Regions from separate parts of the Mus musculus genome. Here regions 1, 2, 4 and 5 are each linked to region 3. The links are chromatin contacts, called in public ChIA-PET, HiCAR-type and HiChIP or PLAC-seq maps. All regions are on one chromosome and are shown on one strand. Each heading gives the region's core, a stretch centred on a gene start, on an enhancer-like site or on the middle of the called end of the contact. The rest is flanking DNA. Distances are from core to core; before and after follow the strand shown. Region 1 has its middle 22 kb from the start of St8sia1. Region 2 has its middle 12 kb from the start of Kcnj8. Region 3 holds the start of Cmas (cytidine monophospho-N-acetylneuraminic acid synthetase). Region 4 overlaps Abcc9 (ATP-binding cassette, sub-family C (CFTR/MRP), member 9). Region 5 overlaps St8sia1 (ST8 alpha-N-acetyl-neuraminide alpha-2,8-sialyltransferase 1).

Evidence for each region. ChIA-PET counts read pairs in DNA pulled down with a chosen protein or histone mark. HiCAR-type assays count read pairs that join an accessible place to other places. HiChIP or PLAC-seq counts read pairs in DNA pulled down with a chosen protein or histone mark.
Region 1: a contact with region 3 is called in an H3K27ac HiChIP or PLAC-seq map of embryonic stem cells, with 7 read pairs. The contact joins the enhancer-like site here to the promoter of Cmas in region 3. A contact is called at or near these places in 6 of 39 promoter capture datasets (the HPC-7 cell line, embryonic stem cells, hematopoietic stem and progenitor cells and 3 more), 1 of 484 Hi-C or Micro-C datasets (Th1 cells) and 4 of 115 datasets of contacts at active chromatin or transcription factors (embryonic forebrain and embryonic stem cells).
Region 2: a contact with region 3 is called in an H3K27ac HiChIP or PLAC-seq map of trophoblast stem cells, with 5 times the contacts expected there. The contact joins the enhancer-like site here to the promoter of Cmas in region 3. A contact is called at or near these places in 8 of 39 promoter capture datasets (the 3T3-L1 cell line, 3T3-L1-derived adipocytes, the C10 cell line and 5 more), 1 of 15 datasets of contacts at CTCF or cohesin (CD8 T cells), 1 of 484 Hi-C or Micro-C datasets (natural killer cells), 14 of 115 datasets of contacts at active chromatin or transcription factors (craniofacial prominence, double positive thymocytes, effector CD8 T cells and 8 more) and 4 of 9 other capture datasets (adipose tissue, embryonic stem cells, liver and 1 more).
Region 4: a contact with region 3 is called in a HiCAR-type map of embryonic stem cells, with 4 times the contacts expected there. The contact joins the enhancer-like site here to the promoter of Cmas in region 3. A contact is called at or near these places in 7 of 39 promoter capture datasets (cranial neural crest, epiblast stem cells, frontonasal cranial neural crest and 3 more), 2 of 115 datasets of contacts at active chromatin or transcription factors (both in embryonic stem cells) and 1 of 9 other capture datasets (liver).
Region 5: a contact with region 3 is called in an RNA polymerase II ChIA-PET map of effector CD8 T cells, with 31 read pairs. The contact joins the enhancer-like site here to the promoter of Cmas in region 3. A contact is called at or near these places in 2 of 39 promoter capture datasets (the HPC-7 cell line and macrophages), 1 of 484 Hi-C or Micro-C datasets (nephron progenitors) and 2 of 115 datasets of contacts at active chromatin or transcription factors (effector CD8 T cells and embryonic stem cells).

What each region holds. Positions count from the first base shown.
Region 1 is chr6:142,985,584-142,988,283 of GRCm38.p6, forward strand. It overlaps a transcript of St8sia1 not described here. Among named protein-coding and RNA genes, the nearest start is that of St8sia1, 22 kb to the left of the region's middle. Within about 2 kb of position 1,333, at least 6 of the 459 cell types and tissues checked have an H3K27ac peak or open chromatin away from gene starts, as enhancers often do. A contact at or near this core is called in embryonic stem cells, where this site is marked.
Region 2 is chr6:142,557,853-142,560,552 of GRCm38.p6, forward strand. No RefSeq gene overlaps it. Among named protein-coding and RNA genes, the nearest start is that of Kcnj8, 12 kb to the right of the region's middle. Within about 2 kb of position 1,334, at least 4 of the 459 cell types and tissues checked have an H3K27ac peak or open chromatin away from gene starts, as enhancers often do. A contact at or near this core is called in trophoblast stem cells, where this site is marked.
Region 3 is chr6:142,755,307-142,758,006 of GRCm38.p6, forward strand. It overlaps Cmas (cytidine monophospho-N-acetylneuraminic acid synthetase), which reads left to right and starts at 1,380. Exons shown (of 8, transcript NM_009908.2): 1 at 1,380-1,720. The coding sequence starts at 1,467. It overlaps LOC115490443 (a long non-coding RNA gene), which reads left to right and starts at 2,002. Exons shown (of 2, transcript XR_003956544.1): 1 at 2,002-2,700.
Region 4 is chr6:142,601,545-142,604,244 of GRCm38.p6, forward strand. It overlaps Abcc9 (ATP-binding cassette, sub-family C (CFTR/MRP), member 9), which reads right to left. Exons shown (of 40, transcript NM_011511.2): 34 at 1,503-1,633; 35 at 232-310. Among named protein-coding and RNA genes, the nearest start is that of 5330439B14Rik, 12 kb to the right of the region's middle. Within about 2 kb of position 1,372, at least 1 of the 459 cell types and tissues checked has an H3K27ac peak or open chromatin away from gene starts, as enhancers often do. A contact at or near this core is called in embryonic stem cells, where this site is marked.
Region 5 is chr6:142,914,342-142,917,041 of GRCm38.p6, forward strand. All of the region lies in intron 1 of St8sia1 (ST8 alpha-N-acetyl-neuraminide alpha-2,8-sialyltransferase 1), which reads right to left. Among named protein-coding and RNA genes, the nearest start is that of St8sia1, 49 kb to the right of the region's middle. Within about 2 kb of position 1,295, at least 89 of the 459 cell types and tissues checked have an H3K27ac peak or open chromatin away from gene starts, as enhancers often do. A contact at or near this core is called in the HPC-7 cell line and effector CD8 T cells, where this site is marked.

The sequences.
Region 1 (2,700 bases), core at 83-2,582, 230 kb after region 3:
GACCAGCAGTCTCAATTAACCTGGACCCCTAAGATCTCTCAGACACTGAGCCACCAACCTGACAGCATACACCAGCTAATATGAGACCCCAACACATAAACAGCAGAGGACTGCTGGGTCTGGACTCAAGAAGATACACCTAACCCTGGAGCAGCTTGAAGCCCCAGGGAGTGAGGAAGTTTTCTGGGATGGGGGGTTGTGGGGACATCCTCTTGGAGAGGGGGAAGGAGGAATGGGATGAGAAATTGTCAGAGGTCAAACCCGGAGGGGGATAACTACTAGACTGTATTTTTAAAAAGGAGCAAAGAATGATGATAATAATAAAAAATACAGAAAACAATCTGTAACCTGAATCATTTTTATGTATTGTTATAACTCCTGATGTTAGATTGAAAACAATATTTTTGTACATATGCCCGAAGCTTTATTAAGTGCTGATTAAACACCTATTAACAGGTGTCCATTGCCGCAGACCCTCTGGGCCTCTTTGTCTGTGTGGAACCGGTCTCTAGTCACGGGTGGGCAAAGCGTCGGATGAATTGACAGATGCACACAGGAGAGGTTGTGTAGAATCTGAATGTAATTTGTCAAATCGAGCATCAAACTTTTTATACAGAAGACAATAAGGAAGTTGGGTGACATACTCGCAAGGTACAAAGAGGTTACTGGATTCTTACATAAAACAGAGGAATGCAAACACAGAAGGTCTAACAGGAACCACCTGGGATAGAATTCATTGTTAACAACTGGGATCAACAAGGGCTCCACCTAAGATTCACTTAATCTTAGAAGCCAGGGTCAAGGGCTTCGTGCCCTTGCCATAGTTCCTATTTTAGTCTATTGTATAGTCCACCTTCCCCTTAGGCCATTGTAAATACCTGTGTATGGGTGTAACTCAGCTATAGTTCTAAGTATCTATTCTGGTTTCTCCTTAGGTCTGAAACTTCCTTCTTCCTAGGTGATGGTAAATTCCTGTGTAGGGCAGTGACCTAGCTTTTATTCAAAGTGATAGTGTAGTACCAGAGGCAATTCTGAATGTCACTGAATAGCAACATTCTTACTGAGTTCCAAGCCCATGGTCTTGCTCAAGGACTTTCTAGGACTGTTGGAACACTGGCAAAGGCTTTAGCTATGTCAGAATTCAATCTTAAAAGGCACTTATAATAGGATAATACTAAAAGAGAGCACGTGGATCCATACACTAGACTAACGCGGGAATGGAAAATTGATGTATGGGTTAGAGAGAACGCCAGACTCTAGGAGTGAGTCTCTGTGAAACTCTTCTGCCTCGTGGGTAGCTTCCAAGCCTCTCGGCCTGTCAAGCTGACTCGACCAGAGTGCGTGGCAGTCCATCTGAGCTGGCGAGATGGCTCAGCTGATAAGAGCACTGATTGCTCTTTCAAAGGTCCTGAGTTCAAATCCCAGCAACCACATGGTGGCTCACAACCACTTGTAATGAGATCTGACACACTCTTCTGGTGTGTCTGAAGACAGCAACAGTGTACTTATTAATAATAATAGTAAGTCTTTGGGTTGGAGCAAGCAGGACCTGAGCAAGCAGGGCTGACCAGAGCGAGCGGAGTTGACCAGAACGAGCAGAGGTCCTAAAATTCAATTCCCAACAACCACATGAAGGCTCACAACCATCTGTACAGCCACAGTGCACTCATATACATAAAATAAATAAATCCTTTTAAAAAAAAAGAACCCCATAAGTTTAGAAAAATGTTTTTAAAACAAAACAAAGCAGGTGTGCATTTAAGCACACTACATAAAGCAGGTTCTTCCCAGCTTTTGACACTACTTTTCCACGCCTAAGCCAATTTATGTCGGGCTGCAAGGACAGACAAAGCAAGCTATCTTTTGGCTACAGCCACATAGGTTGCTTCTGAGCACAATAATGATGTCAGAAGCAAAATGGGTTCAAAAGGGGACAAATCAGCTGATTTACTCTAAAGCAAAGTAAGTAAGACAAATGGAAATGTGAGATGCTCCTGCCTGCCTGCCTGCCTGTCTCTGTTACTTTACCTGTGTTTAGACTGGGTCTTGCTGCATAGTCTGACCTGGAGCTCATATTCTTCTTGCTTCGACTTCCTGAAAGCTAGGACCACACAAACACGCCTATGCAACCACACTCATTTTCTCCCACCTTTTAAGTATGCAAATGTGCACCTGTACCTGGGTATTTCTGAGCTGGGTCACTTGCCCTGCTAAGTAGAGGGCTGCTAAGGCTGAGCTACGGTGGCTCCCGGAGAGCCCTGTGCAGAGAGATGTAACAAAAGCAAAGAGAACCTCCTGCCAGGCACAGAGGTGAACTCGACCCTAACAGTGAATTGGGTTTTCAGTTCTGCGTTTGCCTGCTGCACTATTTTGGCAAAGTCAGAGGCTCAGTGGGGTATATGTGCTACACCCAGAACTGGATCAAACAGCTTGATTTTTCCATACCTACAAGATATGAAACAATAAGTTGGTGGAAGAGGAAGGTGTGGCCTGGAGTCACAGAATCCTGCTACCCTTGAGACAGGACTGGTGGTTCAGTCTAGCTGCTAGTTGACAGAGTTATTGGGTCTTCCATAGATATACCTGAGCATCCAAGGCCCTGCTGTACATCGCTCTAAGTCAGAATCAGCACCATAATGTGGCTTCATTAATGAGTTTCTGTGGATCAAAACTCTCAAGCGGCTCAATTTTAGCTTTGCA
Region 2 (2,700 bases), core at 84-2,583, 200 kb before region 3:
GATCTACCTCTCCAGACCCGTGGTATACAGATGAAAGTTTTGGCATTCTCGAATTTGACATAAGCGCCAAATGTGAACTTTTTAAACCTGGAACACAATTGCCATCTCAGGCAAAACCACCCCTAGCTAGCCTGAAGAAGCCCTTGCATGCTATGTGCTTTTTTCTTGCACTCTGCATTTGGAAAACAGAGAGAGTGGTTGCAAGGACAGAAATAGGCAGTAGAGAACACGGCAATAAATGTGGAACTGTCTCCTGACAGAGACAATGCGGAGAAAAACACACAGCTTGGTCTGCGATGCAGAAGGTTGAGCAAGGGAACTCCAACTAAGGAACAAGCATTTAAGTTTTACTTATTTTATTATGACGCTTATGCGTATTTTGCCTACATGTATGCAAATTCGCTAAATGTGCACAGTACCCAAGGTGGCCAGAAGAGGATGCCAAATTCCCGGGAGCTGGAGTTACAGATGGTTGAGCACTGCCATGAGGCTCGAACCTAGGTGTTCTGCATGGGCAGCAAATACTCTTAACCACAGGGCATCTCTTCGGCCCCCAATCAGATTCTTAGTGCAGGGCAAGCTCATCACACTTTTCTCTAGGGCAGAAATAAAATATCGTTCACACCTAATTTCCAAATCTTTGCTGTGGAGATATTTTATCTGCCCACTCTCCTTGCTCTTTCTTACCCTTTGGCCCTTGAGAGTTACATGTCTTTGAGACTGCCACCTATGAAACAAGACAGTAAGAATGCAAACGAGGCAGTTTGCATATAGTGGAGATTCTTATTCCATGCATCTATTTATCCATGTAATGATGTAAACACAACATCTACTATTTCTGACATTGACCACTGAGCAAAAAAATAACTAGGTGTGTTTGTTTTCCCTAAGAAAAAGCTAAGAGATATGACAACTCTACCCAAAAGAGATCAGATGGAAAATGTGGGACAGAAAAACAAAAACAAACAAACAAATAAAACCCTGGGCCATGTTCCAGAAATGTAGAAGGGACACTTTTATGCCAAAACCAAAATCATGCCCACCCCCAGTCACTTAGTTATAGGAGACGGGGGACATGCCACAGCCATGACACCGTTGCCTTGCCAATTTCTGAAAGAGGAAGCACCACACTGCCTGCCCTCAGAGCTGTTGTCTTTCCTGGTTCTCTTCTCTCCCTGACACAGAGTGTCAGTCCATAGTTCTTGGCTATTCTTTGTCACTTAGCCCAAGGCTCTTTCTGAGTGAAATTCTAGGATCCTCAGCCATAGATGTTTCTAAACACCCTTGGCCTTGGTCTGACAGTGTGACTCAGAACTCACAGTCCTCCAGTGGCCCAAGGAAATGACCTCTGGAGAGGACATTGTCATCAGTAAGCGTAGTGAAGCATTTCCTCCTCTTGTTGATGTTGTGTTGTGATTTGCAATTTATAGTGAAAGAATTTTCCTCTTTGATGAGTAAATTCATCTCAGATAAAGAAGAACGAGAAGACTTCTGCTTCTCCTTCATTGCATTACTGTCAGGATGTAGAAGACAGAGAAAGGACTGAAATTTGTGTCTCCAAGGAGCAGTGTGTGAAAGTATCCACAACAAACCCTACAGGGGGCTCAAGAGGAAGCTCAAGGGCCACGCTCTTCCCAGGATCTTTCTACACGATTCTCATCAAATGTGACGGGAATTCCCCACAGACCTTCAGAGGATGTGACTCCAATTATGCTCGCTGGTAATTTACTGCAAAGATTCAAGTTCAAGTTCGTGAAAATCTTAATCGGCCTTTAATGTCAGGTCAAGATAAGGCATTGGGGCTAAGTCTGATTAGAGGTCTTACATCTTCATCAATCCTCTTTTTCAAGTGGCTCCCCCACACCCACCAAGGACTTTGCTACCTACATTGGAAGCCTCTGATGTCCCTCTGATTCTCTCTGGGGTAACTGAGGTGAAACTATTGTATCAAGAACAGTTTATTTTAGTGATGTAAAAACGAATACCCAGCAGTGAAGACAGGCTCACTGGGTGATGTGCTTGCTGTGCAAGTGGGCAGAACTAAGTTTGGACCCAGAATCCACATCCCTACCTGTCACAGCTTCATGCATCTCTAACTCCAGAGCATCGGGAATACAAACAGGCACTCCCTGGAGTTGCTGACCAGTCAGCCTAGCCACAGTGATGAGCCCCAGGTCAGTCAATGAGAGATCCTGTCTCAAAAAATAAAACAACAAACAATAAGGTACCTAGTATCAATGTCTGGCCTCCACATGCATATTTTTTTAACAATACACACCTGACATATGCACCATCTTCACACACAAACATGTATGCATGAACACAGATTGAGGCTAAATATCTACATACCACTGGCTTGCTTCAGTTTGTGTTGACAATGCAAAAGATGAACTGGTGGTATGCAAAATTAAGGTCACGATCCCCTTCTCAGTTAGAAATAGAGTTCAATAGAACTCAATAGAGTTCGCCAAAGGCTTCAAGTATTGGACATAGGCAACTGGAGAAAGACCAACCTTTTCGGGAATGACAGCCAGGACTTTTCTACCTGGTCTCTGATGTGGCTTCCTGGGTTCATTTTCCAGCTTCATTCCCAACTCTGTATATCTCCTCAAGTTCACCAAAGACTGCATCTGTCTGTTTATATCATCTATATCGACAGAGATGGAGATGTAGTATAAATGATAGTGATATACAGAGATA
Region 3 (2,700 bases), core at 130-2,629:
CAGGAAGATAGGACATTTCAAGGGCCAAGATTGTCACACACTGTTACTATGAAAAGAATGTGTGTTTACACCCCACCCGCACCTGGGGAGAGGCAGTGGGTTCTCAAAGGAATATATTTTATCAGACAACTTTTTAAAAGTTTTTTTTTTTTTTTAGAAGGGAACAGGTGTGCACTACACTGGAAGGGATTAATAAAGCTGACACACCAGCAGAAGGTAACACTGTTGGCTGAATTAGCAGGGAATGCCAAGCCCATGGGAGGGGGACGATGGCTTAAAATGTTGAGTTCGAGGCACCTGTAGGACATTAAAATGGGGCAATTTCTTGGAGAGGGAGATGAATCAGGAGCATAGGAAGATTGATGTTTAATATAAAAGCATTAAATCATAAAATAGATCCATGCTATAGTATGGACTAAGAAGTTTCCAAGTGGGGAGGGTCTTCAGTTCATTCATTCATTCATTCCTTGGGAGTGGCAGCTCAGCCAGATTGCCTCAAGTTCCAGGCCACCCTGAGCTATGTCATGAGTTCCTGGCTAATCTGAACTATATAGTGAGTTCAAGGCTAGCTCCAGTCAGAGAGCAAAGCAGAGGATGATGATAACTGTAAGAAAAGAGGATGATGATAACTGTAAGAAAAGTGAGGTAGAGAAGATAGACCTTGATCCCCACAGGTTGAGACTGATTTATTGCAACAGCGAGGGGCCCCAAGCTTTCTGCTGTTGCAGGTTGAGCCCATTTACAGACATTCTCTCTCTCTCTCTCTCTCTCTCTCTCTCTCTCTCTCTCTCTCTCTCTCTCTCTGTGTGTCTCTCTCTGTCTCTCTCTCTCTCTGTCTCTCTCTCTCTCTCTGTCTCTCTCTCTGTCTCTGTCTCTCTTTCTGTCTGCCTCTCTCTGCCTCTCTCTCTGTCTGCCTCTCTCTCTCTCTCTCCCTCTCTCTCTCTCTCTCTCTCATACTGTTTGAGAGCCCAAAATATTGTTTGTGAAACAATTAGGCTGGGACTAAGCAATTCTTTATGGCTAGGGGCTGTTGCCCAGTAAACCCGACTCAGCTTCTCATGACCTGAAGTTACCTAGTATGTTGATGGGGAGTGGTTGGAGAGGGAAAAAAAAGGGAAGAAGGAAGAAATGGAGGAAGGTGTAAGGGGAGGAAGAAATGGGAAAACGGAAAGAGGCTGGAGAGGAGGAGATGAGTGGAGGAGGACTAATTCTCATTTATTTTAGAAATCTCCAGACATTATTGAACACTGCACAAAGCGCCATTCAACTAGAGGCTCCTCTGAGCTCACCTGGCCGGCCCCACTGCAGGGTGACGGCGCGGGGAACTACAACTCCCAGCGTGCCCCGGGGCTGGCGGAGCCGTGGGCGTGGCCTACAGCTGCCACAGCAGGCGGGCGGTACCGAGTGGAGTCGGCGGGGCCGAGCTCCCGGATGTGGAGACGTTGGAGCGGCGGCGTGGGAGGAAGATGGACGCGCTGGAGAAGGGGGCCGCCACGTCGGGGCCCGCCCCGCGTGGACGGCCGTCCCGGGGCCGGCCCCCGAAGCTGCAGCGCAGCCGGGGCGCGGGGCGCGGCCTAGAGAAGCCGCCGCACCTGGCAGCGCTGGTGCTGGCCCGCGGCGGCAGCAAAGGCATCCCACTGAAGAACATCAAGCGCCTGGCGGGGGTTCCGCTCATTGGCTGGGTCCTGCGCGCCGCCCTGGATGCGGGGGTCTTCCAGAGGTGCGCATGTGCGGGAGCCGGGCCCGGGTCGGGGGTCGGGGGTCGGGGTCCCCAGGCCTGACCCTGGGTCGCCCCTGCTTGATGGGCGCCTGTCACCTCTGGGCTGCGCAGACTGCCGGGTGCTGCAAGGCCCGGGAGGCAGCAGGTGCATGAATGGAGTCGAGTTGGGGCTCCCCAGCTTAGAGAGTCTTCCCTCACCTTTGAGAAAAAAATATTCTCTGGCTGTGAGGCTGTGAGTCAGCACAAAGAGGAAATGGTCCCTACGTGTGTACGAGGTATGACTGTTTTATGGGTGTGAATGGGTTTAGCCTACCTCTTGAACTTTGGCCTCACTAAAGGCAGTTTTTATCTCTGCATCCTCTCGGCCTCCACCGGATTGATCAGGAGTTACAAGTTGATGCCATTCATCAAAGGAGGGAGATAAAAATCCTTTGCCAACAAGGAATTTAAATGCCCGTGCTAGCTGCATCCAAATTCTGCTTGAATTTATTGCTACCTTTTGATGATTTGGCTTTTAAGATGATTGATTCAGAAGGCTATTGATTTCCCCATATTATGAAGGCAGATTTTTTTTTTCACCCAACTGACATTGTTTAAAGATGGGATAGCAAAAGATATAAATGTATGAGTTTTCTTTGTGTTTTGACTCAAAGGAAGCTCTGGGTGGAGCTAAAGAAACAGCTGGCTTCTGAAAATAACACGTAATAGGAAGTGTGCTGAGGAGAGATAGGGGAGTATCGTGAATTTGGTTCAGCTCAGTAAACATTTCTTGAGCCCCACTTTTTTCCATACACACGCAAGGAGATAGCAAGACGGTCCGTGCACAGTTCTATCCCTTACGGAGCTCTCGATTGGTTTTTGTTTGGTTTTGTGTTTTTAAACCTCTCAGAATGCAGACTGCAAAGGAGTGAGAAGTTAATTATGTATAGGCCACAGGGACAAAGTAACATCTATGAAGGGAAAAGAGTTTGAAGTCATAC
Region 4 (2,700 bases), core at 122-2,621, 150 kb before region 3:
AAGTCACTGCAAACAAAAAGCAAATCCTGTGTGTGTGTGTGGGGGGGGGAGGTGCAGACAAGCTCAGGTACACACACCACGGTACACGTGGAAGCTAGAGAACAATCTATGGGAGTCAGTGTGTCCTTCCAGTCTGTAGGTCTTGAGACTGAGTCCAGGTTGTCAGTGCTGGTATCAAGCATGCTCGCATGAGAGGACACCTGGAGGACGAAATTTCAGTTAACAGCTCACCGTCAAATATGTCGACCATTCTGAAGAAAGCCAGGGATAAGGAGGACTTCCCACTGCCAGTTCGACCACAGATGCCCACCTGGGAAGAACAGGAGTGATAGAGACTCAGGCAAAGGCACGAAAGGGATGGAGGCATTTTTAGTTTTGTCAAGGTGTCATGGGAAAAGTACAAATCTGCTCAAATAACTGCACTCCAGCGTTCTTCTTAGATCTCATGAACTATGATAGAAGTAACGCCCCCACTCAGCCCCTGATGAGTGCATTCTGATTTTTACATTTGTGTGGCTGTGTTGTTCTCTATCTATGGCTTTATTTCAGTACCAAGTTATGGTTGGACCTTCATACAACTGTCCAGTTTTAGCTGAGCGGTGATGGGTTTAACAAGCCCACTTCCCCTCACTTAATCTTTATTTTTTATTGGTTATTTTATTTATGTACATTTCGAATGTTATACCTCTTCCTCGTTTCCCCTCCACAAGCCCCCATCCCCTCCTCTTTCCCCCTGCCTCTATGAGGATGCTCCCCCACCTGCCCACCCACTCCTGCCTTAACGGCCTAGCATTCCCCTACCCTGGGTCATCAACCCTCCATAGGACCAAGGGGCTCCCCTCCCAGTGATGCCAGATAAGGCAGTCCTCTGTTACATATGCAGCTGAAGCCATGGATGCCTCCATGTGTACTCTTTGGTTGGTGGTTTAGTCCCTGGGAGGTTTGGGGTCTGGTTGGTTGATATTGTTGTTCTTCCTATGATGTTGCAAACCCCTTCAGCTCCTACAGTCCTTGCCCTAACTTCCTCATTGAGGTCCCTGCTCTCAGTCCAGTGGTTGGCTGTGTACATCCACATCTGTATTGGTCAGGCTCTGGCAGAGCCTCCCAGGGGACAGCTATACCGGGCTCCTGTCAGCAAGCACTTCTTGGCATCATTTTTAATATGAATTAAAAGAAATTATTTTCAGATTAAATCTAGAATGAAGGCACCAAGGAGATGTCGCTGTGCCAGAAATCAGAAATTTTAAACAGTATGCCTGCCTGGTTGGTTTTTGATATGAGGCTAACTAAGGGCAGAATAACTCAGGAGCATGTAGTATCCTGCTTGGATCTGCTCTTTCCCTTTCTTTTTCATGCAGATGATTTTGCCCACAGCATATGCAGAATGTGAGCCTGGACACCCAGGGTGGGAACTGACATGGTGATGTCCCCCATTCATGTGGTGATGGGGGCTCCACCAAAGATCTATGCAGACAAGCAATCGGATCGTGTGAATCCCATACCTTCTGCCCGGGTTTGATGTAAGCCTTGACATGTTTCAGAACGGGCTTCAGGTTATTTTCATATCTGACACACAGATCGTGAATCTTGATCTCGCCTTCCTGTGGCCAGTGCTCTGGGACTTGAGAAGGATCTTGGAGAAGCAGAATAGACAAACAGTAGTTTAAAGAGAGACGAGGAAAGGGACACACACATTTAAATATACATACAATGTCCAGGAGTAACTTTAACATGTAAATATATAGGTATATATAATTTTCCATAAATTCATTGTAGTTCCGAATCAAACTGTGGTAGCTTAGTTTTTGAAATAAATAGAGCCAGAGTAAACAGTATTGACTGAGAATTTTAAATTTTTTTGAGTTATTTTCTTTCCTTAAAGTTTAACTCTTAAAACTTCCATGCAGATACACAAAGTACTGTGTCCTTTCTTCACCCCGACCTACCCTCCCTTAGCTTCCTTCCACTCCTGCTGACCTCTTCATTCTTTTAATGAACCCCTCCTGCTGTCCCTGTTTTTCTTACAAGTTTAACCTGGGGCTGGGGGTGGGGTGGGGTGGGCATTAACATCCTCTGGCTTCTTCTGCGTCCCAGTATTCCACGCTATTCAAAGATAGTTCACTTCTGAATGGTATCTACGTAAGTGGATTCTCAAACAACCAACGTTTATAATGTGAGCGTCTCGGTTATTTGAAAATAGGAGCTATAACTTGGGAGGCAGGCAAGAAGTCTGCACCTGCGGTTCTAAGTGGACAGCCTCATGGGGACGCAAACACAAAGCACTCTGTGAGCACAGAGGCTGGAGAACTGCATAATCCAGGAGTGGGGGAGAGCAAATGTGGGATGGAGAGTTGGTGGAGGGGACACTGGGACATGGGATATCATTTGAGATACAAACAAATGGAATGATTAATTTTTTTTTAAAGCAGTTCTTGAGGCGATTCTCAGGGAACTGATTTCAAATGTGTGTATGAGAAGAATAACGACGAAAGGAAAACGTATCATGCTATCGTGTCTAGGGAAGAAGTGTGTGGGTGAATGAGAAATGGGACAGGGCAGGAAGTGAAAGGTCACTTAGTGACCTCAGCTATAACCGAGACCGTGTGCTTTTCTAGCTAGAGAGCCACGGAACGTTTTAGGCAAAGCAATGCAGCTCAATTGAGATTCACATCGAATGCAGACCATACTTTGTCTACCATC
Region 5 (2,700 bases), core at 45-2,544, 160 kb after region 3:
AAAATATTTCAGGAAAACATTCTAGCTCTCAGGTGTGTCTGAAATATGTTCAGAGGCAAAACATATGCATGACCCTTGGAGATGCATGGATTAGTCCAGCCATCTGGGTCCTGGAAAGACTTGAGCTGGCTCTGAAGGGCAACTAGGCTTTTGTGGCAGCAGAAACACACCTGCCGTCAGGCTGTAACTATCGGGTGGTTAAAAACAGTGTGGACGAATGCTACAGGCGAATGAAATGGCGTGGTCCAAACTAATATGCCAGAAACTAAGGGCTCGATTACAGAGAGGACCTCAGCAGCCCCTCTGAATAGAAGCAGGCGTGAAAGGAACACTATGGTCTAAGACAATGGCGAGGCAAACTGTCTTCAGCACTCCTTTAACGTAAGCCTCTGTGGAAACTGACAGTTGAACACTCTGACCTCTGCCTTGGCTGTTCACCCTCCGTGTTCGAAATAGCGCCCTCGCTCAGGATTGCCTGCCCTGAATGTTCTACCCTGTAGACTCCTGTTGGTTCCTCAACTACTGGCCTTGTTACTGCTCTATGGGTAAACCCATCAGGCGCTGAGCTTTAATGAGGAAATGAGCTGGCACTTGGGAAGACAAACTGCAGACACGATGGCACACCTCGAGTGCACCAGGAAGCACCTACTAAAGCACACTGCTGGTGTGACCGTGAGTTGCCAGAGGAGAGTAACTAACATCTCATTAGACATGCTAGGTTATCTTGGCTGGCCTCCCCTTCACACTAGTTTCAATGGGAAGAGGGCAGGGGATAAAAGTCTTACCCCCTACCATCCCCCACATCAAAGATGTTAATGCCATATTTTGCAACTATACCAGCATTCCATTGATCATAGACTGTTCTTCCCTTTCCTGTCCCACCCACCACCATCGACATCATTGCCATTATCATCAGGCTCTCTTTGTGTATACCAGGCTGGTCTTAAGTTCATCACCCTCCTGACTACTGAATGCTAAGGACTATTCACAACCATGCTCAGCTCACAAGTTATCCCTATATTTTGTCAAAAGAGCACTCTAGTAAGCTACATGATAAAAAACAATCTCTTAATACAGAGAGACGTCCCACCCGCGTGAATGTAAACTTTAGGGAGAATGCACTGAGTTTGGGTTTCCTGTCACGGGTCTGGTGATATCTCATTTTCTTTTGTTCTTTGAGCAACGAAAATTATTGTGAGTGTCATTAAATTCCATTTGCATCTACAAAAATGCACCACCTGTGGTTTAAAGACATGCCTGGGCCACAGGAAGAACACACATGCAGACCTCTGCGACCATGTCTAGGCTGTTTCCTCTCTGTTTGCCAATTGCTCAGAGCCATACCAACCCACTTCCCCTTTCTTTACCTAAGGAATCTTTTGCACAAATGGGCCCAGTGCCTGCCAGACAGCACACGCCTTCTGGACAGGGCTTCCACTCGGTTCCCACCATACCATGGAGCTGGGCAGCCTTATGATTCTCTCCCCACAGTCTGTCTCAGCTCACACAACCAACACCATGGCTGGATGGGGCTCTCTCTCAAGTCTTTCCGGCTTTCACCAGACCCTTGCATCCGGACTGAAGCTCTCACCTGGACTCCACTTTAACTCAGTATAAAGAATCACAAAGGAAACCTTGCCAATGTCGAGTGACAGCACTGCCTTCTGCCTGGCACCTGACAGCTTACAAATCACGTTCATGTGTGTTTCCTCTCTGAATTATAAAAAGCAAAAACAAAACCCAAAACAAAAACAACCACACAGGGAAAAAAAAATCCAGGCACATTTTTATGAAGTCACAGACAATGAAACCAGTGTCTAAGCCAATAGTTACACGAGTTTGATAGGCTAATGAATGACTTCTTATTCCTTTAAGGGGAGAAAGCAGAATTAGACGAAAAAAAAAAATAGCAGGATAGCAGGTGTTCCTCGAGGACAAATGTTTCCAGAAACATTGCAAATTTGCAATCTTGTTGCTCTCTTCAGTGCAGGCGCCTCTCCAACATTTTCTCTCTCTCTCCACAAATCCTCCACACCCACCTGTCCTGCTGACCTATGAGGTGCTAAGGGCGCACAAAGAGAAGATGCCCACGCACATGCCTCAGACCGGAGGGGCCTAACCCAGCTCGCCACCTACAGAGACCACGGCAACAACTTCGAAAGCAGCAGTTGAACCAGGGACACTCTGTACTTCCAGCACTGGGTGGCTGAGGCAGGAGAATAAGAAATTTACAGCCACCCTGGGCTACACAAGAATAAAAACAAAGCGGAGCCATTAGGTGCATCGGCTGGAATGTCATCATAGGATGTGTAATGAAGGGTTTGTTTTGTTTTTAATTCTTAGGTAACATTGTGGTAGGCTCTTCAGATGTGAAAGTAGACTCAAAAATTAAGAAAGCAAGATCTGCCTTCAGAAAACATAAGGAAAGGGCAAACAAGCTTAAGCTACAACCACAGATTAACCAACGAAACCACAGCAATCTTCAGGGCTCTGCACAAAAAAAAGGAACAAACAAGAAAATGGAAAAGCAACTTACACAGAGAGACAGACAGACAGACAGAGAAACAGGGAGACAGAGAAACAGGGAGACAGAGAAACAGGGAGACAGAGTCAGAGAGACACAGGGAGCACCAAGAATGTGTCTAGTAAGTTAAGGCAAGTTTTATAAGGAACTCTTCCAGCTCAATAGTCGGAAAACCA